Linked DNA regions of Mus musculus: region 1 is linked to region 2. Evidence: chromatin contacts called from public HiChIP or PLAC-seq data. All regions are on one chromosome and are shown on one strand. The core of a region is the stretch at or near the end of the contact, and the rest is flanking DNA. Distances in the headings are between cores, read along the strand shown. Region 1 overlaps Hsd17b12 (hydroxysteroid (17-beta) dehydrogenase 12). Region 2 holds the start of Accsl (1-aminocyclopropane-1-carboxylate synthase (non-functional)-like).

What was found. HiChIP or PLAC-seq counts read pairs in DNA pulled down with a chosen protein or histone mark.
Region 1: an H3K27ac HiChIP or PLAC-seq map of embryonic stem cells shows a contact between it and region 2, with 5 read pairs. The contact joins the enhancer-like site here to the promoter of Accsl in region 2. A contact is called at or near these places in 4 of 39 promoter capture datasets (the C10 cell line, the HPC-7 cell line, cranial neural crest and 1 more), 1 of 484 Hi-C or Micro-C datasets (embryonic stem cells), 1 of 115 datasets of contacts at active chromatin or transcription factors (embryonic stem cells) and 1 of 9 other capture datasets (adipose tissue).

The regions. Positions count from the first base shown.
Region 1 is chr2:94,039,580-94,042,593 of GRCm38.p6, reverse strand. All of the region lies in intron 9 of Hsd17b12 (hydroxysteroid (17-beta) dehydrogenase 12), which reads left to right. Among named protein-coding and RNA genes, the nearest start is that of Alkbh3, 30 kb to the right of the region's middle. Within about 2 kb of position 1,698, at least 16 of the 459 cell types and tissues checked have an H3K27ac peak or open chromatin away from gene starts, as enhancers often do. A contact at or near this core is called in embryonic stem cells, where this site is marked.
Region 2 is chr2:93,867,554-93,870,492 of GRCm38.p6, reverse strand. It overlaps Accsl (1-aminocyclopropane-1-carboxylate synthase (non-functional)-like), which reads left to right and starts at 1,336. Exons shown (of 15, transcript NM_001033452.4): 1 at 1,336-1,471. The coding sequence starts at 1,450.

The DNA of each region.
Region 1 (3,014 bases), core at 449-2,948, 170 kb before region 2:
GCTAGCGTTGCTGTGTGAACACAGACAGCAGTCCTGGTAGTATCCAAGCCTGTCCCTTCTCTCATTTGCACAGCCTGTTTTCCTCAAAGGTAGTTTTCTTGGATTCTCTGCCTGATATTAACCTGATATGACTAGAAACCACCCCAAAGCACATTAGTATTTGCCTTCTGAAATATGTTATTTTGATGAGCTTGTACCGTTTACATCAGTAAATTTTAAATTATTTAATTTCATCCATCATTGTCTTCATTACTAAGATTCACTTGAGGTCTAAACTTAGAATGAATTACTAAGAAAAGGAAAATTCATATTTATGAAGAAAAACGTGGCTGTCCCACTGTGAAAATAAATCCCCGGATACTGAGTAGAGCAGAGAGCCCATGTTAAGCTGAAACGTAGCTGCTTTTCTCTGGGTGGTGTTTCTGTCTTCTAGGTTACGGACTGGGGGATTGAGTGCCTTGCTGCACCTTCTATTCCATCCCATGTTTCTTGGGTCATCTCGTTAACACACAGATCAAGTGACCTCGTTAACACAGAGATCGGTACTGCTGGCGTCTCTCACTGGCTATACCTGAAGCTTAGTATTGAATTCAGACCCCACAAGGCATCAGTGCTCTTGCTACTTATTTATGTTGAGGCTAGAGCAAACTGTGGAATGTCCTCTGTGTTCTCTGCCCTGTGAAGTGCCCATGACTCATTTTAACGCCTCTTTCCTCGAAGCTAGTTTCCTTAGATTCTCTGCCTGATAGGAATCTAATATGGCTAGAAACCACCCCACATCACCTCTTCAGGACTGTCTCACACTGCCGCCAAGCTCCTTCTGTCCCTGAGCTCTGGACAAAAGGCTCAGGTTCCAGTGCATCTTCCCTGAGTCCCTATCTCAGGCCTTAGACACTTGGATTTTCCTTCTTCCCGGAGCCTCACATGCCTCTGTCTGCTGCTGGGCCTGCTCACCAAGTGGTTTTTTTGTTTGTTTCTTTTCTTGAGAAAGTGTATTATAGTATAGACCAGGCTGGCCTTGAACTTACAAAGCACCTGCCTCTGCCTCCTGCCTGCTGGGTAAAAGCCATACACCAGCACTCCCAGGTTGCAATGTGTTCCTGAGCAAAGCTGTTTGCTACCTCGGTGTTGCTAATGTTCTCCCCCTGCCCCCTATCTTTCAACAACTGAAGACCGATGGGGAGGAGCAAAAGGAACTTGTGCATACATCCTTCAAAGAACAAAACTCACGTGAAATCTAAGTGAGGAGATAGGCGCTGGTCTGCCCTGTGCTCACTAGTAAATGCTGAGTGAGTGAGGAATAGCCAGGGCCACCTCAGCTCCCACAGTCCTCTTGGTTTCCTTCCTAAGTCATTTTTATTAAGAGATAATTTTAAAGCTATTTACAAAAAAAAAAAAAAAGTGGAGCTGGGCAGTGGTAGTACACGCTTAAATAATTAACTCCAGCACTTGGAAGGCAGAGGCGGGTTGATCTCAGAGTTCAAGGCCAGCCTGGTCTACAAAGCAAGTTTCAGGACAGCCAGGGCTATACAGAGAAACCTTGTGTCAAGAAGCTAAAAAGAAAACAAAACAAAGCCAGTTGTAGGCATAGACAGTACCAAGAAGAGCAGCCTGGTCTGTTTGCCCAGCTTTCCCCTTTGTTACTGTCTGACTCCACCTAGAGCCATTAGAGAGGCCTTAGACAGGAAGTCGGGTGTGCTCTTTCGCTTCGCCTCAGCTTCTTAGTGCACATCTGACAAGTTAAGTTCTTAGATAACTACAGCAACACTAAATGTGAGGTTGAATGCTGGTGTAACGTTATTGATTAGATGATCTGTGTTCACTGTTTTACCTCTTCTCTTGTTTATTCTTTTTCATTTTGGTTGGTTGGTTGGGGGGGGGTTGTTTTTGTTTTTGTTTTGTTTGTTTGTTTTTTGACACAAGGGCTCACTATGTAGCCCAGGCTAGCCTTGAACTCAGTCCTCCTGCCTTTGCCTCTGGAATGCTGGAATTTCCAGCATGCATCACCACACCCTGTAACACTCTTTTCAGTTTCCTTTTGTTTTCTGGTGCTGGGGGTTGACTGTAGCACCCCTAGGCAAGTACTAGACCAGTGCTCTGCCACTGACCTATGTTCCCAGCCATCTTTACAGTAATGTTTGATTCTCCAGAAAAGCATTTGGTCTAGAATCCGGTATTCCATTCTCCTGTTTCTTGTGTTTCTTTCTCTCTGGACTCTTTTATGCCACTGATGTTTTGGAAGAGCACAGCACTCCTCCCCACTCTTCTGTCTTGAGCATACCTCATTTAGGCTTATCTGACACAGCTTGTAGTTATCGGGTTATGCTTTTATGCCTACAGCAGGAAGGATATACTGCTGAATCCTTCTCAGGTTGTCACATGGGAAGACAGGAGTCTCTGTCTGTTGCACTAGTTGCCATCAGTGGGGAGACCCCTTAAAACATGCAAATATCTTACTTCCTTAGACAGTTTGCCTTAAGTTGTTAAATTTATATGTTAACCCTATATAATATATATAATTTATGTGTTAACCCTATATGCTTGCTTCACAAACTTGCCATATGAAGAGATAGCCTATCTGGATTTTAGTCCAGGTGAAAGCATGGAGACGTCAATAAGTCCTCCCCTGGTCCAGTCTAGTTTTGTGCAGACCTCATTGCCTGTGTGCTTAGAGATAGTGAGGAACAGACACTAAGCTCAGCGTCACCAGACCAAGATTATGAGTTCTGCTCTCACCCCTCAGTGGTCATCTGACCTGTACAAGATTTCTCTGTGGCTTTGCTCCTTAATTTTTGACTCCTAAAGGCAAACGAGGTGACTAATGTGACATATATAAAGGCATCAGAAACTGGGAAGTGATAGTATGTATAGAGAAGAGAGATGAAAAACAGAAGCAGTGTGCATTTATGGAACCCCTACAGTGTGCCCCATGCTCACTCACTGTTACCAAGAAGCAGTGTGCATTTATGGAACCCCTACAGTGAGCCCCATGCTCACTCACTGTTACCAAGTTT
Region 2 (2,939 bases), core at 87-2,586:
CACCCACCCACTCATCCACTGACAAGGTATTAACATCCATTAATGTTATGAATCTCGAGGCAAACAACTTTGGAAAGACAGAAGATTTATTTCCATGCATAGTTTTGAAGGCTTCAGTTCACAGTTGCTTAGCTCTGTTAATATTAGACCAGGTAGCATATCATACTGGGGAGCCGCTGGTGGAGAGGAGAGGAGAGAGAGAGAGACAGAGAGAGAGCCAACAGCACTGCTTTAAGGCCTTAGGAGGAAACTTTCAGTCCAAATCCCAGCAATTATTGAGCTCCTGGTCTTCCTCAGACAGACAGCAATAAATAAGACAGTTGAAGCATCTCTCCTCATGGGGTTTAGATTCTAGATAGGGGAGCTGGAAAGAAACAACACAGAGAAATGAGTCAGGTGTGTTTACCATTTAGAAGAAAATAATGCCATTAAAAAAAAAAAAAACAGAAGGGCGAATGAGGAGGGAAAGTGGCCGTGGGGCAAAAGGAGGGGTGGACGTTAGCAGTCCAGAGTCCTGGGGTCCCTAGACCAGCACCCAACTGTAGCCCAGGGTCTCACTACATAAACCAGGCTGTACCTGAACTCAAGGAGGCCCTCCTGTCTCTGCTTCCCACGTGCTGGGATTAAATGCACGTGCCACCACACCTGGATCATCTTTCCCTCAAAGTTTGAGAGCAGGGCATGGGTATTCTGGAAGGATAGGCTACTTTGGGTCCACATCTGTCCCTAGACAGTCACGGGAGGCTCAGTCACAGCTGAGACATTTCATACAACCCTTCCTGCCCCGTCATGTCAGCACACATCCATCCTCCAGTTAGTCTCCACACCACCTGGGATGTAGTTTTCCTGGCCTCTGTCTTTCCCAAGGAGAAAGGAAGGCTTGCCAAAGCCACACAGGCAAGGGACCCTATGTCCTGGGCCCTAGGGGATGGTGCCTGGGGTTCCTGGTGCTCCCTCCAAGACCTCTTAATGCAGTGGCCCCTCCTGTGCTGACTAAACCCCACTTCAGCCTACTCTCAAATATGGCCTCCTCAGAAACGGGGAGGTACCATAGGCTTCTTTGTGCTTTGAACAGGCTCCTCCCCCTCTGGTTACTTTCCATAGTCAGTGAGCACCCGATTCATCCCGTGTCTTGCCTGTACACACAGGCCCTGGCTCTAGCCTCCTTCGAAGAGCAGGGGCCCTCCCAGCCTGTGAACACTTCAGCTGAAGCCAATACTCTTCAGATTTGCTCCAACCGGATACTCCGAGCCAGTTCTCTGTAATTATGCCAAGGCCATCTAGATAATGGGGAGCTGCTGGGTAGTTGGCTCCAGGAGGGGAAAAGATGGGTCTCATTACCCTGCAAGCCACCTTGTGCTTAAAAGAGAGGGGAGGGGGCGGAGGAGCAAGCTTCTGCTCCCTGAATGACAAAGACACTCCTGGATTTAGACTTCGGACTGCACAGAGATGAGTGAGAACAGAAATGAAGGTGAGCTCGGTGGGGTGACTACGCAAGCCATGAGAATGGAGGGAGGCAGGGACTTTGGGCCACACACAGTGCCCTGGAGCTTAAAAGAAAGTGGAGTTTTATTGTCAAACGGCTTAGACCTAACATTGTAATACAACATTATCCATAAAGCCGGTGCTTGAGAACTGGGTAGTGGAGCTACAGAAGCAAAGCAACAGCAACCTCGGTGTTTTCCGTTTTGACTCTGTGTTGGGTTATGTTCATGGCCGCACTGGGGCACACGAGGCACGGCCACTAGGGGCCGATGTGCCTGGAACCTTCCCTGATAAACACATCCTACTTCTGTGTCTGGTAGACTCAGTTCATTCCTTTGAGCCTCTATTTCTCATCCACAAAGCGAGGCTTGTGGAACTAACTGGAAAGACGGACCAGGTGAAGCCTAGGGGAACCCTACCCTAGCACTGAGCCGATCCCTGCCTGGCTCCTTCCCACCTCCTCTGCTCAAGACCTACCTTGAGCCCGAACTCATGGCAGAGGAACATCGTGCCAGCAGCAGCTTGTCTGACCCTGATGCTGATTTTAACCAACCTGGAGGATCTGGAAGGTAGGTGAGGGCAGACTTAAGGACCCTGAAACCAAGGCAGAGCCAAGGGGTTTGAAGGAGAGGACTGATGAACCCCAGTTCTAATGCTTAGGGCTTGGCTTTAGGGGCAACATTTCTTTGTGCTGCAGCATCATTTACATTTCCTATATAAGAAGTCTTGTCAGAGTCCCCAACTTCTAAGTTCCCTGATGACCTTAGCCCATTTTCACTTCCTTCTTAAAAATACATCTTCCAGGAGAATGCAATTCTTTGTGTGTGGACACTGCGTGTATAGAGAGGGGAGAGGTCACTGTTGAGTGTCTTCATCACGTTCCACCTTGTGCTTGAGATAGAATCTCTTACAGATGCTCTCTGTTTGGGCTAGACTGGCTGGCCACCGAACCTCCTGGATGTTGCAGAGCATGTTTAGTACTTTGAAGTGCTGATACTATACATGTGTAGAAGAAGCAACAAGGTTTTAGACATGTGTGGGTGGGGTTGTTGTTGCTTGGAAAAAAGCTGAGAATCACAGCATATGGTGGAAGGGTCATAAGCCTAGTTTTCTGGGTGGAGGTTGTCTTAAAGAATGAGAGGCAGTGGTAGCCTCAGGCAGCCCCACCACCTGGAGTTTGCTGTCTTGGTTTGTTTCGCTGGCTCATTGAGGCATTAAGAAGGTATTTCTTGGTCGCTCCTGGTATTCTGACCGGTTTTTAGAAACACTGGTAGCATGTTCACTGAGTACAGACCTGGGAGCTTGGTAGAAATGAAGACTTTTTGGTTCTTACCCCAACCTTGATCTAACTGAAGTCCAGGAACTTGGCTTCACTGTCTGAGGCCCGTATCACACTGCTAGGTGATTCAGATGGGCCACAGATGAGCAGCTGCACCCTGGGCTAGGGAGACTAG